Regions from separate parts of the Mus musculus genome. Here region 2 is linked to region 1. A link is a contact called in public Micro-C data. All regions are on one chromosome and are shown on one strand. Each heading gives the region's core, a stretch centred on a gene start, on an enhancer-like site or on the middle of the called end of the contact. The rest is flanking DNA. Distances are from core to core; before and after follow the strand shown. Region 1 overlaps Pde4d (phosphodiesterase 4D, cAMP specific). Region 2 overlaps Pde4d (phosphodiesterase 4D, cAMP specific).

Region 1 (5,107 bases), core at 1,151-3,650:
CTGGGGTGTAAAGTGAATAAGCAAAACAATAAAATTAGATTTAAAAAAGAAAGGAAATAAGAGAGAGAATAATTGGGAAGATGAAAGGGTTCAGGGAGGGGGGAGACAAGAAAGGAGAGTGAAGAGGGTATCCATGATACACTATATGTGTATGTATATGCATATATGTGTATACATCTGTGAATATATATATGTGTACGTGTGATATTGTATATATGTCTGTGTATATGTATATATACACACTATTTAGTGATTATATATATAATTATACATATATATATATAATTGTAAAAAATAAAGAGAAAGTAAAGGAGTTTTAAAATATTCACATTAATATTTATGGCACCCAATTCAAGTCTTTATAGGGTTGCATTCAAAAGGAAACACTATTTTGGATTTTTTTTACTTGCCACAAAAGCATTCTGGTCTCTGAGTGGGCTACAAATTATTCATTTCCTACAGCCATATTTTCTTCTTTAGTAAGGATAAAAGGAAATGAATGAAAGTATGGCAGGGAATGGCTGTTATCAAGTTCAAGGAAATTCAGCTTTTGTTTGTGACTACCAGATAATTCTTTAGACAGAGTCCTGATGTGTGTAACCCTGGATGGCCGCGGACTTTCTATGTTGACCAGGCTGACCTAAGTACTAAGAACTAAGAACTGCTTTCTTTTCTTTTCTTTTCTTTTCTTTTCTTTTCTTTTCTTTTCTTTTTTTTTTTCCAGAGCTGAGGACCAAACACAGGGCCTTGAGCTTGCAAGGCAGGCACTCTACCACTGGGCTAAATCCCCACCCCACTCCCTTTTTATTTTAAAGATTTTATTATTATATCTAAGTGCACTGTAATTGTCTTCAGACACACCAGAAGAGGGCATCAGATCTCATTACGGATGTTTGTGAGCCACCATGTGGTTGCGGGGATTTGAACTCAGGACCTTTGGAAGAGTAGTCAGTCTCTTAACCGCTGAACCATCTCTCCAGGCCTCAGATAATTCTTTATGGTAAAATTTTTACTAGACTAACTTTAAAGCGGGCCTTCCCATCACCCATTCAGTTATTCAGTCAACAAATACTCACCGAACACTTAGTGGCTTCCAGGAATCTATTGTATGCAAATGTCAAAACAACACAGGGCCACTGGCATCTCAGAAAGTGACCCACCACACAGCAGTCAGGAGTGGTGAGCCACTGAGACCCACCTTGACTTCTCGGGGTTAGTCCAGAAGATGAATATGAGAGAGTAGAATCATTATTTATATCCAGGCAACAGAGGGGTGGCTGTTTTAAGTGTTATCTTGAAACAGATTAGTTTGCAGTGGGTTCTATGGGAAAAATGGAAGCATAATTCTACTTTGCTTCTTTTCTTAAATTTGATGTAGGTATTTTTATATAGCTCTTTTAGATGTGGGGGCTTGGGGATATAGTAATTATATTTCGATCCCAGATACAAAATCAGGGGCTTCACTGTAACTTTACACATGTACTTAAAATGGTTTAATCCCATTCACAAAGGACACTGCCTTGCTTTGTGCAGGACTCCAGCCTTCGGTAGGACAGAAAGTATGTGGTTTGCTTGTGATGCAATTCCTGCATTGGTTGCCCATGACAACGGTTGTTTTCTTCATTAGGTTTTATGTGGTTGGTCAGGTTATGCCAAGAGAATTGTACTCAGAGGAATTATGAGTCTGTTGAATGCCAGCTTTGAGCAGTGATTGCAGTGTGCAGTGGTAGAGAAGTGGCTCTCGGTTTGGTTAAGACAGAAACACAAACTCCTGGGTACCCTGCATAACCTGTGGCTTCTCTCTCCCTCTCCCTTAATATCTGTTTTCCAGCCACTGGAAAATGGCACATGTATGTTCAGAAAGTTCCACTAATCAGTTCTTTTCTGCTGCTCTCTTGTTTCTGTGGCTTCAAGAAGCCTTGAATTGCAATCTCCTGGATGCATCACTGAGAACAACTTAAGTCAACTATAATTTCCAACAGATCCCGAACATGGATTTGGAAAGATCAGGTGTTATTGAAATGAGCTATAATACATTCAGGCTGGAATCCAGCTGCTTCCAGCTTGTCTCCTCCCTCTCTGGGTTAACAAGTGTTTCCAAAGCCACGGGCATTAAGAATCCCGAAACAGCTAATTAACGGAGCCGATCTCCATCACATGAAGCCTGTGTGCTCCAGGCTGATGTGAGACCTCAGCTTCCCCAGGCTATCAGGACGGCGAGGGAGCGCTTGGAATTGGGTTGTGACATTCAGCTCCCTGCCTGTGGCAGAAAATAACCTCCTCAGAGAACAGTACTTTCAACAATGACAAAAAAGGTCTCATGGCCATGACTACGCAAAAGTAAATGAGCATTTCCTCATGTTCAGACTGTGACTCACAAGTGGCCTGTGAGTGGACCAAAGCCTGAGGTATTCCCTTGAAACTGAGTCCAGAGAAACACAGGCTTGGTGAGAGAGTGAGTTAGCTTTGGATCACAACCTTCCAACAGGCAAACAAAACCCAAGTAAAGAGGTATTGCTCTCCTTGTCCAACATTTTTTCCTACTTATCTATAGAATCAAAGATATAATCAAATTTACTTATTTAAAAAAATAAGACAAGTTACAATGAACTGACCAGGTCTTATATATATCTTTTCACAAGTTATGTACTTTAATAATAAAATCTTTTATCATACACAGAAAGATGTTCCCTCGTTCCCCTGGCTCAAACATCTGTCTTCCGTGATCTTAACAAACCTGTCTTTCTAAAACATACCATCCCCTACTTGAACAGACTTGATTTTTTTTTTCATGGTAGATAATATACATGTATTTTCTTATGCTCCTACACCTATCATTACTAGACTCACATCTGCAGAATTTCACTGTAGGCTCACAGACCAAATAGCGCGCCCTTGAGTTCTACAGCTGTCGAAATCTCCATTCCCAACAAGCCCCGCACCTTGAAGGCTGTCACCTCTTCTACCCAGTCACTCATTTCTTTCTTTGTTGAATTTTTGTTCATTCTTAAGACAGTGTTTTAATGTTACTTGCTCTGGGATTATTTACCTCCTTTACTTAGGACTATAGTCTCTACCCCTTTGGTTAACTCTCTTGCCATCCTTATCATGAGGCAAAGTTTGTGAGTTACCTCTTTGAGCTTAATGCTTATATTATTTTTAGAATATCCAGAATGAAATGACAAAGTGCTCCTATGGAAATGGACAAGTGCCTGGATCAAGGATTTAACCAGGTCACTGAACCAGATTATACTTAACTGTACTTTAAAGTCTACAATTAATCTTTTATATACTCTATTTTTTAATGATAAGTTTGAAGTGATAATAAAGAAGTATACCAGTTAGCAGTTAAAATTTGTATTTGACTCCTGCCTTATATGCACACCCCTTCTTTATGCAGATGTCATTAAAGGACTACAGAAGCTACACTAATTGAAATAGAAGAGCTGTGTGTATAGGCAGGTAACTTTCATTTGATGGTTAAGAACATTAAGATTCATCTTCCAAATGCATCATGTCAAGCCCAGAGTTTGGAATGATACTAACAGACTGAATTAGGAGATGATACAAATCATAACCGCTGGAAGAAATATAGGCTGAGTTAAATATGTAACACTAGTATGCACAGTCTAACACTCACCTATAGCAACTAGCTATGTAGAAAAACCAACACGTACAACAATAGAAAAAAGAGCAAATGGAAGACCTTTAAAAATAATTTGAGGGTTTTAAAACAATTTTTTAAAATGCATATTAATGTAAAAATAAAAAAAAAAGACTCGGAATATTTAGAGGATAGTTTTTGAAAAGGTCTGGTGACTGGCCATTCTAAGGTTTAGTGTTTTGTTCTGGAAACTACTCCTTGTGTGGAGAAATGAGCCAGGCACATGGTGCTTAGCCCAGTAACCAAGTCTTAGCTGTCTGAAGGAAAAGGTCACCCTGCACAGGACACAGGAGCAGCTGAGATTTGAACGCATGACCCCACAGGAGGACATGGGGAGAGCACAGAGCACCAAGTGTAGTGACACTGGACAGAATCTGGCACAGACACGACGAGAAAGAGAAATGCTCATGCGTACTGGCGCAGAGGCGGAATGGAAGCAAGGTGTGCTGGGAAGGAAGAGGTGGGGGATGGTAGTGTCTGAGTAGCGCCATGGCCTCCTAAGCCTTGGGGAGTCTGGCTTGGGTCTGGTGGGAGAGCATAAGGCCCTCAAACCTGAACTGGGAACGTTGAGCTATCTTTAGGAGGTCCCGGAAAAAGTTAGATGGACGGCGATGGGAACTGCTCCAGTGGTGTGGGGGAAAGCAACTGGAGAGTAGAGGTTGTACCCTTTGGTGCTTAGGGCTAGAGATAAAGGCAAGGTAAAGGGGAGGAGGGGTTAGAAAGTTTATTTATTAGAAATTTATTACAGGTAATAAGGTGAGTTTTATAAAGAGAAAATTAAAAAAGATGAAATCTAAAATACAACATAAATATGTGTATATATATGCAATATACATATACTAATATATGTGTATTATATCATATACATATACATACACATACACATACACATACACATACACATACATATATATGTGTGTATATAACTTCTAACCAAAAATCCTATTGGCAGAGAGTCAGTGTGCTCCGAAATCAGGATTTGCCTGAACAGATAACAGTTTTCTCGATGGGAACAGAGGTGTTGGTGGGAGAAAGAATAGCAAACTGAGAATCCTCATTCAAGGAAGACTGTCCCAGGGTTGGGAATGACAAATTGTCTCACACAGTGACAATTGTTTCCAGAATAAAAATGAGCAGAAATCCTGTGCTCAGAAGGAAGAACCAACGGCGGCCAGCACTGAGAGGCAAGCGAGCAGCCTCGTGAAGCCTGGTGTCCGCCTGAGCCACAGCCCAGTAGATCAAGCTGCCTGGGCAGGTGTACACGTTGGGCCATTCTGTGTTCCGAGGAAGAAGCTCTTGAATCACGGAGTCAGCGTGAACTCTGTACTCTACCGTATGCGTGATATGCTGTGTACAGTCTGTGTTTCTTGTTGTGCTAAGACTCAAGGTGTTCTGGCTTCTTCTGGATGATAATTAATATGACTTGGAATTATTGCACTTTTA
Region 2 (5,107 bases), core at 1,130-3,629, 420 kb before region 1:
GAGACATCACCTACTTTATCTAGAACTGCTTAGATAGGCATTTGATAGATATGTTCTCATCCATGCTACCAACTCCACCCCACCAATTTTAAGGTATCCCAGCATCTCCCATATACCCAGGTTGCCTATGGCCCTACTAGAAATTGGGTAGCATATGGTAGCATAAACTGGAAACTAGAAAGCTCCAGGCTACTGGTTGTAAAGGTTAAGAACTATTTGAGGCTGGCGAGATGGCTGAGCGGGAAAGAGCACTGACTGCTCTTCTGAAGGTCCTGAGTTCAAATCCCAGCAACCACATGGTGATTCACAACCACCCGTAATGAGATCTTACTCCCTCTTCTGGTGTGTCTGAAGACAGCAACAGTGTATTTATTTATAATAATAAACATATCTTTGGGCCTGAGCGAGTGTTTGACTGGAGTGAGCAGAGGTCCTAAGTTCAATTCCCAACAACCACATGAAGGCTCACAACCATCTGTACAGCTACAGTGCACTCATATACAATAAATAAATAAATAAATCTTTAAAACAAACAAACAAGCAAAAGAACCATTTGATTCAGTTTCAAATGACCTTCTCTGTGTTTTCTGATCTTATATTAGCCCCTCAGAAATTCAGCAAACATCATGTCCTCCATATAATGCCTTCTGTGTGCATGTGTGCATGTGCATGTGCGTGTGCGTGTGTGTGTGTGTGTGTGTGTGTGTGTTGTTTTTGAGACAGGGTTTCTCAGTGTAGTAGCCCTGACTTTCCTGGAACTCACTCTGTAGACCAGAAGTGCCTCAAACTCACAGATACCTGCCTGCCTCTGCCTCCTAGTTCTGCAATTACAGGCATGCATGCCCCACTACCTCCTGGGCCAGGCACAGTAGTATCTTTAAGGATTGTCCTGCACCCCTATCGCAGAAGGAAGACCACTACAGTGAAGGGATGAGGCATGCAGAGCATGTATGTGGGAAACCCAAACAGGTTAAGAGTGACAACAGACGCCGATTCATTTTTATCCTCAGTGTCAGGATGGTGGCACTGGGACATACTGAAAATACAAAACTCAAGTCATAGCAACTGACATTTAGCCTATTCTTTTCCTCTGCCAGAATAGACCAATATAGCTAACTTTTCCCATCTGTGAAGAAATGATGAGATTTTTCTGTTTTAAGGGGTGGCTTAATTCAAAATTCCAAAAACATGCCTAGTGCTACAAATTCTGTGAAAGCCAAAGAAAATAATTTGGGGTTTGAGGTAGTAGTTACACTACAAGGTTTCTTTCTTCAGCACCGTTAAAGACTAGTATGAGGCTTTTATTAATCTTTAAGAAACTCATTTGCGGTGAGTGGCTAGTGCATCGGTGAGCTCATGTTTATCTCCTTGTGCAACATTTTATATTTTAATGGCATATATAATGAAAAAAGCAGTAACGTGGCACAGGGGGATTAATTTGTCATTGTTACTATTTCAGGTCTTTGCAGGAGAAAAATCTTTGAGTCAGAGAATGAACTGTGATAAAATTGGGTACCTATTCCATCATGCCTACATAAAACCAGCCCAAGTAGACTGGACTTTGATTTTTAAAATCCCTTATTGCTAGTATCTCCCTAAGCGTTAGCCAGAACTCTGAGTAACTAATTGAATGAGTAATTTGGTTGGTTTAACTAGATGAGATGGAAGGGGAAAAAAAAACATTGATTGAACCCATTTGGCTCTTTACCCAAAGTTCTTCTGTGTAATACTTGTGACTATTCCTTATGTTATGGCTTCAAAATGATGTTTGAAGAAGGGTCTGCTCAACTCCTGTTGATGGCTGCTGTAACCTCAGCACTGAGCCCAACGGAGGTAAATATGCTATAATAAGGACAGGTTACCTCCCTTCTTTAGCAGCTTGGAAGTTTCTGCTCCTTTGTAGATGGACAGAAGTGGAGAAATGGAAAAACCCCTTCTTAGACACCTCCGTGGCTTAGTTCATGCCAGGTTCAAATCTTGCCTCCCTGCCTCAGTCTACGCTGGTGACTAGACTACGGTCACTCAAGAGACACTGATGGTGGCCTCGGTATAAAGGCACACATCGTCTCCTTCAGTTGTCACTCCATGCTGGTTACTTGAGATATAGTAGCTGATGGCATTTCCAGTCCACACGCCAGCTGCCTCTAAACAGCTGTGTGTGGCTGAGCCAAAGGTGATGTTTATGAAACTGCCTGGGTGTTGGGAGAAGTCCCTGGCATGGTGGCACCCTGTCAAAGCAAAGACCCCTGCCAAAGAAGGGTTTTAGAAGGCCCTTCCCAGAGCAAACATATTCACACCCGTCAGTAGAAGAGGCCAAACAGTGTACATATGCAAGCGTTATCTGCCTTCTTCGGTTTGTGGGAGGGAGGCCAGCTAACTTTTCAACCCATTATCAAAATCAATGAGCTCACTGCTGTACTTAGATAGCCATTCTAGGCAGGGACTAGCAGACTCCCGCAATAGCCTTCTCTATTAGGACATATCTTTTAGGTTTATACCATTTTACATTTCTGCACATTTCGAGACATTCACAATTATAGGCAGACTGGTCTAACAAAGGGAGGGCCACAGCCCTATCAGGCAAACAGAGATAAATTATGTCTGGCAGAATCTTCTTTTGTATGCACAAATGACTCAGAACATCTCTGTTCCTTGTGTGCATGATCTGACCTTTCCAGACATGGGGCAGTGAACCTGCAGGAAGACTCTACAAGAACACCCATCAAGATGTTGGGAGACGAGGGCAGGCTGTGCATTGCTGGGAGGAAATGAAAAACTCTAAAGCCGCCCAAAGCATTTCCCTTAATTTTGTTCACACAGGTTCCCCTAAGGTCACGATGCTTAATATTCTCAGAGCCAGAAGCAGTCTGGACTAGGCTCCACTGTTCATCCTACCTTCAGATTGTCACAGGCCCTTTGTCATAACACTTGACTCTGTCACTCCACCCAAGCACATGAGTGCCTGTGCTGTCTGGCCTGGAAGTCTTGGAAATCAGATGAAAGAATGTTCAGAATTTTGTTTGTCTCCAGTCTTACTTCCTTTAAAGACACGTCTTCTAAGTACAGACACAGTAAATATATGAGAGATGTCCTACATCTTTCCCCTTCTACATCCCTATTGGGAAGAGGCTAATCATGCTGAGCTCCTGTCTCACTCCAGTGAGCAGCTATCATCCAGACGGAGGACAGCAGCTGGCGAGGATGCTGGGAAAAAGGAATCCTTAGACACAGCTGATAGGAATGTAAATTGGCCAGCATGGAGCCCCCCCCCCTCCCCGAGAAATTAATACCAGAATGTCATATCCAGCAGCACGAGTCCTACAAGTCCTGGGTATAAACCTGAATGATTATAAGTCAGAACGACACAAAGATCATTTAAGTCCACGTTTATCACAACAGGCTTTCTAACAGAGAAGATATGGAAACCATCTTAGATTCCTTTCAACAGACTAGGAACTAAGGAAATGTAGTGTATAGGCAACAGTGTTACTTTGTTCAGCAAAAATAGGAATGAGTCCCTTCATGGTTTTTTTTTTTTTTTAAAGATTTATTTATTTATTTTATGTATGTGAGTACACTATTGCTCTCTTCAGACACACCAGAAGAGGGCATCAGATCCCATTACAGATGGTTGTGAGCCACCATGTGGTTCCTGGGAATTGAACTCAGGACCTATGTGCTCTTAACTGCTGAGCCATCTCTCCGGCTCCATCATGGTTTGTTTTGTTTTGGTTTGGTTTGGTTTGGTTTGGTTTTTCGAGACAGGGTTTCTCTGTATAGCCCTGACTGTCCTGGAACTCACTTTGTAGACCAGGCTGGCCTCGAACTCAGAAATCCACCTGCCTCTGCCTCCCAAGTGCTGGGATTACAGGCATACACCACCACGCCTGGCCATCACAGTTATTTGTAAGAAATTGGATAAAACTGAGGATAATTATGCTAAGGGGGAAAAATCAGACTCAGAAAAAAAATCATATTTTCCAATATGTTAGATTTTAGAAAAATAGGAAGGTGGCTATTAAACAGGACCCAGTAGAAAACAGAAAAATGAGAGAGACAGTGGTTAATATGTATAAAGTACATTATATATGTGTATGACAGTGTCAAATGGGGCTTTAAAAGACAATAAGACAATTATTTCTCTACCAGTTAGCTGGAGTAGTTGAGTTCTGTTGAATGGTGGAGAAAGAGATGGCTTTCCTAATGCACTGATGCTAAACACCTTGGAAAGCACTTTTACAATTATAACATGGTTAGTCGATAAAGCTAGTGACTGTTTCAAAGCAGTGTTTTTTATAATATTGGAGAAAGTTTGAGATTAAGACAGCACTAACACCTACACAGCCACCTATCACATGCTATACATGTTACCTACGTTTCACACCTGAGAAGACTGAGGTAGAAAACAGTTGAACAAATTAGTAAAATCCCACGCTGAGAGACAGGCACTTTTCAGTTAGAAGGCTATGAAGCTCATGGAGGGGATGAGATTTCAAAGCTCTAGGAATTCACTTTGCTTTGAACGCAGGACAAAGAGATCCTTGCATCCACTGCTGTCATGTATGCTATGGAGTTAGGCTAACACTGTTACAGATATGCCAAAGAATCTATTAAAGAAAATAACCAAAAAGGTTCTAAAAGGAGAAAAAAGACTTGTTCTTGCACTCAAGGTTCACAAATTATAATTTACACATACAGAAAATATGCATAAAGGACTAAGGGGATTGTTACACATAATTATGTTAATGTCGTGGAAATACAGACGAGATGATTTGCCTTTATTTATTCTTCCACAATGTTTGAATGTTTTTTTTTATTTATATAATTAACAATGAAGTCACCAATAAACTCAACCTTCTTCATTTCACAAGATGTTTGCTGATGTAAGGCATTTTAACTCAACCTACACGGGAACAAATTGTTTTCTCATTATTTATTTTGTAATGAAATACTTAGGAAATGCTTCCTCCTTTGTCTTGAAAAGACAATTAAAAAAAAAAACACCTCTTATGTCATTTTAAGGCACTTGTTAGTTAAGACAATATACAGGCAAAAGAATAGGTTATCAAATATGAAAGATACATATTTTGAATCGCCGTTCCCCAGG

What was found. Hi-C and Micro-C count contacts between places; a contact is called where the count stands out from the background.
Region 2: a contact with region 1 is called in a Micro-C map of muscle stem cells, with 2.9 times the contacts expected there. The contact joins two enhancer-like sites. A contact is called at or near these places in 2 of 484 Hi-C or Micro-C datasets (both in muscle stem cells), 4 of 115 datasets of contacts at active chromatin or transcription factors (acute myeloid leukemia, embryonic stem cells and pancreatic cancer cells) and 1 of 9 other capture datasets (embryonic stem cells).

What each region holds. Positions count from the first base shown.
Region 1 is chr13:109,239,889-109,244,995 of GRCm38.p6, reverse strand. The region is part of intron 3 of Pde4d (phosphodiesterase 4D, cAMP specific); the gene reads right to left. Among named protein-coding and RNA genes, the nearest start is that of Mir582, 82 kb to the left of the region's middle. Within about 2 kb of position 2,400, at least 92 of the 459 cell types and tissues checked have an H3K27ac peak or open chromatin away from gene starts, as enhancers often do. A contact at or near this core is called in muscle stem cells, where this site is marked.
Region 2 is chr13:109,663,248-109,668,354 of GRCm38.p6, reverse strand. All of the region lies in intron 3 of Pde4d (phosphodiesterase 4D, cAMP specific), which reads right to left. Among named protein-coding and RNA genes, the nearest start is that of Gm32703, 220 kb to the right of the region's middle. Within about 2 kb of position 2,379, at least 39 of the 459 cell types and tissues checked have an H3K27ac peak or open chromatin away from gene starts, as enhancers often do. A contact at or near this core is called in muscle stem cells, where this site is marked.